Linked DNA regions of Sus scrofa: region 1 is linked to region 2. Evidence: chromatin contacts called from public HiChIP or PLAC-seq data. All regions are on one chromosome and are shown on one strand. The core of a region is the stretch at or near the end of the contact, and the rest is flanking DNA. Distances in the headings are between cores, read along the strand shown.

The links. HiChIP or PLAC-seq counts read pairs in DNA pulled down with a chosen protein or histone mark.
Region 1: a contact with region 2 is called in an H3K27ac HiChIP or PLAC-seq map of alveolar macrophages. The contact joins two enhancer-like sites. A contact is called at or near these places in 1 of 47 Hi-C or Micro-C datasets (epiblast stem cells) and 1 of 2 datasets of contacts at active chromatin or transcription factors (alveolar macrophages).

What each region holds. Positions count from the first base shown.
Region 1 is chr11:5,898,328-5,901,894 of Sscrofa11.1, forward strand. No RefSeq gene overlaps it. Among named protein-coding and RNA genes, the nearest start is that of POMP, 54 kb to the right of the region's middle. Within about 2 kb of position 1,469, at least 2 of the 83 cell types and tissues checked have an H3K27ac peak or open chromatin away from gene starts, as enhancers often do. A contact at or near this core is called in alveolar macrophages, where this site is marked.
Region 2 is chr11:5,763,468-5,767,560 of Sscrofa11.1, forward strand. FLT1 (vascular endothelial growth factor receptor 1) reads right to left here. Exons shown (of 30, transcript XM_021065525.1): 2 at 3,566-3,662; 3 at 2,921-3,147. The coding sequence starts at 3,600. Among named protein-coding and RNA genes, the nearest start is that of FLT1, 32 kb to the right of the region's middle. Within about 2 kb of position 1,559, at least 8 of the 83 cell types and tissues checked have an H3K27ac peak or open chromatin away from gene starts, as enhancers often do. A contact at or near this core is called in alveolar macrophages, where this site is marked.

The DNA.
Region 1 (3,567 bases), core at 219-2,718, 130 kb after region 2:
AAAAAGGAAGCAAGAATATGCAATGGAGAAAAGACAGGCTCTTCAGTAAGTAGTGCTGGGAAAACTGGACAGCTGCATGTAGAAGAATGAGATTAGAATATTTCCTCATACCATGGGCAAAAATAAACTTGAAGTAGATTAAAGACCTAAATTTAAGACCTGAAATCATAAAACTCCTAGAAAAGAGCATAGGCAGAACCCTCTCTGACATAAATCATAGCAACATGTTTATGGACCTATCTCCTAAAGTAAAAGAAATAAAAGCAAAAATAAATAAATGGGACCCAATTAAACGTACAAGCCTTTACACAGCCAAGGAAACCACTGACGAAACAAAAAGACAGCATATGGGTTGGGAGAAATTATTTGAAAATGCTATGACTGACAAGGGGTTAATATCAGAAATATATAAAAAGCTCATACAACTAAAAAAAAAAACCTGATTAAAAAATGGGCAGAAGATCTTTATATATATTTTTCCAAGGAAGACATGCAGATGGCCCACAGGCACATGAAAAGATGCTTAACACCATATATCTGCAAATGAGGGTTTTCTTCTGCATTATAACAGGATGCTATATGCAAATGTTCCAAGTTACCAGAAGAATCATCAGGGAAATGCAAGTCAAAACCACAATGAGATATCACCTCGCTCTTGTCAGAATGGCCATCATCAAAAAGAACACAAATGACAAATGTTGGTGAGGATGTGGGGAAAAGGGAACCCTTGTACAATGCGGAAATGTAAATTGGTACAGCCGCTGTGAAAAACTAAAAATTGGAGGTCCCCCAAAACACTAAAAATAGAACTACCAGGTGCTCTGACAATTCCATTCCTGGGTATATAGCCAAAGAAAACAAAAATAGTCGTTTGAAAAGGAGCATGCACCCCAGAACTCCAGCAGCGTTACTTACAAAAGCCAAGCTAAAAAGCAACCCAAGTGTCTGTCAACAGACAAAGGAAGAAAGAAGATACGGTGTATCTATACGACGGAATATTACTCAGCCATGAAAAGAATGAAATCCTGCCATTTGGAGCAATGTGGATAGACCTAGAGAACATTACATTTAGTGAAAAAAGTCAGAGGAAGACAAATACTGTATGATATCACTTACATGTGGCATCTAAAAAATAATACAAAAAATGTATCTAGCAAAACGCAGGGCTCACAGATATGGAAAACACATAGAACATTTAAGTCTATAATTCGGGCTGCTCTGGACCTCCTAGGAAGACGGGGGAAGGGCCTTTCTCGATTCTTCTCCTGGTGATCAGGATCCTTCCTGCACCCGCAGGCAGGGTTAATCAGCACATCCTCGGTGTTTCTACAGCTCCTGGTTTATTTTTCTATTACTGCACCCAGTCAGCAAATATTTACCAATCACTCCAGATGTTCTAGACAATTGGGGGTATAGTCATGCAATGACCAATTCTGTCCATGTCCACAGGGACTTTTCGGTCTTTGGAAAAACTCAGCACCCTGGATTATAGCGCCTCACACACACCCACACCCACAGACACACCCCCTAGGTCTAGTTTACAGGGAGCCCACACAGGACAACAAACATGTTTTCAGACCCTGTAGGCGCTTAGTGAAATTTATCGAATGAATGAAACAGGTCGGCATAGAGACAGGCCCAGGCTTCTAAAAGCTCCCAGTGAAAGTCTCCCCTGAAGAAACCTGAAAGTCTTTGACTTGTCAGAATTGGGACACAAATTTCCCAGCTGCCACCTGCCCCATGACTTATGAATGGATTGCCTTTCTAGCCACAAATGAGTCAGTAATTGAAGAGCAGCTTAAGTTTCTGGATCAGAGATACCCCGAAGAGAAAGCAAAATGATTGTTCAAAAGATGTCTTAAGGATTTCCTCGGTGGCCTAGTGGTTAAGGATCTGGCGTTGTCACGGCTGCTCAGGTTCAATCCTTGGCCAGGGAATTTCTGCATGCTGCTGGTTCCGCCAAAAAAAAAAAGAAAAGAAAAGAAAAGAAAGAAAGAAAGATGTCATCAGATTCCTGGAAGTGGTAGTTTCTAACTGCGGCGAGGGAATCTATTTTTAACCAGCTATGGAGTAAGCATTTAAGAAATGTTTTTTGAAGAACTGAATGAAGACAAAAAGGGAACCAAGGAGCAGATGGGAATCTTCCACCCCTTCCAGCCCTGCCCATCTATCATCTGCATCATTGTCAACATTCAGGACACAAACATCCACACCTCAAGGAGACACGTAAACACTCGGAGCACATACAACTCACACACCAGGGCCTCCGATGACCAGGAGGACAACTGGGTTTTTTGGTTTCAACACATGCTCTTGAAAAGAGAAAAGTCTTCGCTAGGCGAAAGAGTGAAGCGATTTCATAGGCAAAATGAGCACAAATGGGGCTTTGATTAAGTAGGCGCATTCTCCCGCAATATTTAAAACCGTCTCCTAGATGTTTGGCTTGACACAAATCAAACAGGGTCTCCCTACTTTGGGGAGGAGTGAACATCTCCTTTCATCTGGAGAGAAACTAGGTGGAAAAGTCAGAGGTCTCTCCCCCCACAGTGTTACATCCAACGGGAAAAACAATTAGAAAACTCTACATTAGGCGCCACCCACAGCTCATCCCGACACCCGAGAACCTCGCTCACCAACAGTCAATAGCGAGAAAAACGGCGTCACCTGTAACGAGTTCTCGTGGTCACCAAAGCACGTGGCATTAGATCCTGCAGCCTGGCGTCCGCGGGATCATGGAAGGCGCTGGACGGAAGCTTACAGGCTTCTTTCCCTTCAGAGGCGAGGACCCCGAGGTCTGCTAGGCTGTGACCACGCTGTGCGGTCTAGGAACAGTTTTAACTCCCTTCTCCTGGTGGGTTTTCTTCTCAGATCGACACCCCGCCTGCCTTCTTCCCTTTGCGGCTGGAAGCCCACCGGTGTGGGCTCAGGACCAGCGTGGTCTCCAGATGAGTAGCATCCGGATCACCTGGGAACGTGTTAAAAATGCAAATTCTCAGCCCCCACCTTAGACCTGCTGCATTTGAAGCTTTAGGGTGGGGTCCAGCCATCTGTTTTTACCAAGCCCTTCAAGAGATGCTGATGTTTTACTGGGCTTAAAGAGACATCGGCCAGGTTCACTAACCTTCAACTCTGACCTCCAGATGGACCGTGGCCTAAGGGGAAACCCTGGCAGGAGACCCCAGACAGAAGAGGAGCAGGTGAAGGGTATTTTTCCCTAGGCTCCCCCCCGGCAGGATTGTCTAGGACGGGCTGCCTCCGCACACCGAAGGTCACGGTACCTCTCAGGACGACAGCCTCTGAGCCTTGCGACCCCTTCCTTCTTAACCCAGTGACCCCCTGCTCCTCTGACCCTACAGTCTAGGGACAGTCACGATCCCTACCGCCAGCCCCAGCGTCCTGCTCCATCCTCTGCGATCCCTCCCCGCCCCCATCTTTGCAAAGAGCGACTTGACGCAGCCCTCCCCTAATTATCCTGATTTACCCATGCTTCCTGGGGCCCTCACCTGACTCAGATAGAAAGTGCTCGCTTGGGTGGCGGGTAAGGAGCTTGGCTCCGTGGGACGCTTC
Region 2 (4,093 bases), core at 309-2,808:
GTTCTATTCAAGGCGGGAGTTACAAGCCCCTCGCAAGTGTTCCCTAAGTATTTGCAAATTCAGCTAATTAACAAGGAAGATTCAGATGCTCTGCCACCGTTGCTCTTCTTGATTCAAATTTTTGCTGTTGTTCTTTTTTTACGGCCACGCCTGCAGCCTACGTTCCCAGGCTAGGGGTTGAATTGGAGCTGCAGCTGCTGGCTCACACCACTGCCGCAGCAACGTGGCATCTGAGCTGCACCTGTGACCCACGCTGCAGCTTGGGGCAACACGGGATCCTTAACTCACTGAGCAAGGCCAGGGCTCCAAGCGAAGACTATGTTGGGTTCTTAACCCACTGAGCCACAATGGGAACTCCTCAAATATCTTTCAGTATTAGTGCTATTTAAAAATACCGTCTCACAAAGACTTTCCCAGTGAACACATCTGATATTCACAGTGCTCCATGGTCACACCCTGTGAAACACAACCTGTGCCTTTTGCAATCCTTCCTTCTCCAAGGACATGGTTTTTGAAACAGAGAAGTTCCTTCTGTCCAACCAAACTGCACAGGAGACTGGAGATCCTGGGACTGGTAACTTTATGCTGAAGTCGGTGGGCCCCGACAGGACAGCAGACATGGCCCGGCTGCCAGTGTTCACCCACCCAGCCTGACACCAGATGGACGAGTAGTGATGGCAGTCTTTCCCGGTTGGCCTGGAATCATCCTCAGTGTCAACTGCAGTGCAAAATTCCAAGTGCCCTGTTAATCACTTCCTGTGCTCATTTGACAGCTAGGACTGAATTCTTGCTGTGAGCCAGGCACTGCCCTGGGAGGCCCTCTGCAGATATAAGTAATTAAGGCAGATGTAGACCTTACCCTCAAGGGACTTACACTGACAACTGACCCCACACCCCAAGAAAGAGTTAGTTGCCAGATCTGCTTGCCTTTACAGGTCAAGCGGAGATCATTTTAAGCAGCCGTGTTTCTCTTCCGATTTCAAAGGGGATTGAAGGAGACGGGTTCTGCTCTCCTGCTTACTGGCTCCAGAAACCCTGAAGTCTACTGAGTAACACAGGAGCAAGAGATGAAAATAACTGAATGTTCATTTTTTAGGGCAAAGAAGAGAGACAGTCTGCCTTTACTCATTCAAGCGTTTGATTCTCAAGTCAGACCCATAAACCCACAGAGAAAGTTTTATGGGAATTTTAGTATGAATGAATTTTCCCCCATGCCCCTGGAGAGACGGCAATAAAGGTGTTTTCTTCCGTCCCCGAGTGCCAGAAAGAGCACAACCTACAACGGGGAGCGAGGAGAGAACACGAAACACGGTCTGTGGCCCCTCCCCCCTCAACCCAGCCCTCCCCCCTCCCCCCCCCCGAGCCCCTCCCCTCTTACAGGGGGCATTCTGCCTCCCCCAAGCCAAGATCCCCAGCCTGCTGCATTCCCAGGACGGTAACCAGCTAGGATGCTGTTGCCTCTGGTTCTCCAGCCCCCGCACAATGCAGACAGGAGTGTGGCGGGGCAGGAACAGACAAGTGACTCAGTTGAAAGCAGGCTGATAAGAGCTAAGGAGCTATTGCAGCCACGTCATGCTGCTCTTCTTCCATGACTAATCCCGGATCTGGGTAATTACACATTACACTTGGGTACCATGTGGTGTAGTTGCCTTGTTTCAAAGACTATTCCCACCGAAATGTAAGTCTGCGGTGCTGCCTTGAAGGCACAGAGCTGGCTCTTCATTGAACTCACCGGGAGGAAGACCCATAGTGTGTGGTTAGGCTGCTGACACTGACGGCTGGTTGTTTCTTTCTCTCCTTTTCTTTGGAGGGTCACACTGGCTGCATATGGAGCTTCCCAGGCTAGGGGGCGAATCAGAGCTGCAGCTGCCCGCCTACACCGCAGCCACAGCAACGCCAGATCCGAGCTGCGTCTGCAACCTACACGACAGCTCACGGCAACGCCAGATCCTCAACCCACTGAGTGGGGCCGGGGATCGAACCCTCACGGATACTGTGTTTTGTTCTTAACCCGCTAAACGACCACAGGAACTCCAGTTGTTTCATTTTTTAACCTGAGTGTGTGCCCGAGGGGCCTACGAATTTCCCTTCACGTGTTCTCAGGCCTCCAGCTCTAATGTGAGAGCCTAGTGTTGGTTTTTTCATCTCTCCCACTGAGTTTTGGAGATTGGCTGGCATGAAACAAGGAAGAGCCAAGGGACAAGTCATCTTCCTTATTCTTCCCAGCAATCCATTCCTCTCAGCACTTTATATGTCTTTCAGGAGTTTGCATTTCCTCCCTCTGAAGGTTATTTCATCTGTTCTTCTCTAAGAGGGAAAAAACAGTACCCTGCAAATGACAACCCCAAAAATGACTCATAAAATGACTCGCCCTTTTCACTATGTAATAACACATGCCAGCTCCTCCATCATAATACTCGCTCGGTGGACATGAAACAACATGGCATCATCAACTGGGGTTAACTCTGTAACCTTCAAAAGACATTAGCAACATTCCTGCCACAAATTTAGTAAAAACACTCTTTTACAATTCCAGCCTATCAGAGAATGCAGCTGTATTAAAGGACAAAAATCTTGTATTCCGTTTGGGGCTTCTCAATAATTAAGAAAGTTCTAGAACTAGAGTCTTGCCATTCATTTATTCTTCCCACGATATTCTAGGTGCTACAGATACAGTGGTGCACAAAATAGACAAAACTCTTGCCCTTCAGGGAGCAGATGACTGACTGACCGGTCCTTGAAAATTCTGGTTGAGACTGACACTCAAGAGATGCGTTAAAACGCCTTCCAGAAGTTTCCACAGCTAGACCCTTTCCTCCTTTCGCGCTCGCTAGGAAAGCCCCCTTTCCTACGGAGCAGGTGGATTTACGACCCCCTGCAAAGCTGTGAGCAAAGAGAATGGAGAAAATGGACGTCTTACCATTAATAAATATGTAGATTGTGGATTCTGCTCTCTTCTTCTTTGAAGGAGGTGTGGCTAGATATTTGCAGCTGTAGAAGCCGGTGTGGTTTGCCTGAGCTGCGTTCAAGGTCAAAGTGCTGCAGAACTGCTTGTCGCTCCTTCCACAGGTGGACTTCGTTATGCTGAGCCTCCGGCTGTCCTTCCTCACCGAGGCGGGCAGAGACCACGAATGGGCTGCTTCCCCTCTGTGATCACAGATGAGAAAACAAGACCGTCAACGCTGGGGCCAGTTCTGGAGCCTCCGTGTCATTGGGACGTGCTATGCTGCCGTCCTTTCTTGAGAGCTGTTTGGAGGTAGCCGGGGGAGCAAGGCCAAGTCGTCGTCTTTACAGAAAAGCGGCACATGTAGAAAAGCTTTCAAATCACTCCGAACGCTCCGGGCATCTCTTTCCCTAACTCCCCATGGTGAGTAATTCTCTCGCATGGAGGAATGAATCACCCTCCGGCTGAGGCTGGGTGCTCCTGCCTTGCCCTCTCGGCACATCACAGGGAACCGCTGCAGTCCACCTGTCTGCTCTGGGGGCCGCCTTTCCGCTCCCCTAGGGGATGGTTCTGCCTGCGGAAGGGCAACCAGACTGTCCCCAAACAGATACCGTCACTCACCTGCATTTGAGATACAGCGTCTGGCCTGCTTGCATCACGTGCTGGGTGCCTTTTAAACTCAGCTCAGGACCTTTTAATTTTGAACCTGAACTAGATCCTGGAAAACAAATGTTTGAAATGCGTTATTTGTAAATTGCCCTCCGGGGTGTTTTTTTTATCCTTAAGTTCTGCCTCGCCATAAAAGGTGACTTCTCATCCTGACCTTACTTGCACAGGTAAAAATGTACATCTAATATGAATTTATTTTGATTGACAGATTTTTTTCTAGTTCATGACTTGCTCAGAAATATTATCTCCTACTATGCCAAATGATCTAAATACTATCCAAAAGCCCATTAATTCAGAACATTAGTAAATTCATGCCATCCGGGTTCACAAGGCACCCGTGTTAAGAATATACGGTAACTTTTAAAAATTCTCTGGATTAAATGTGTCAGCCAAAATAATATTTCTAATACTGCACCACCAGCGTCGGTCATCTGGTCGGTCCTACAGGCTTGTCTGATCTTTTTTCTGTACACAAAAAGC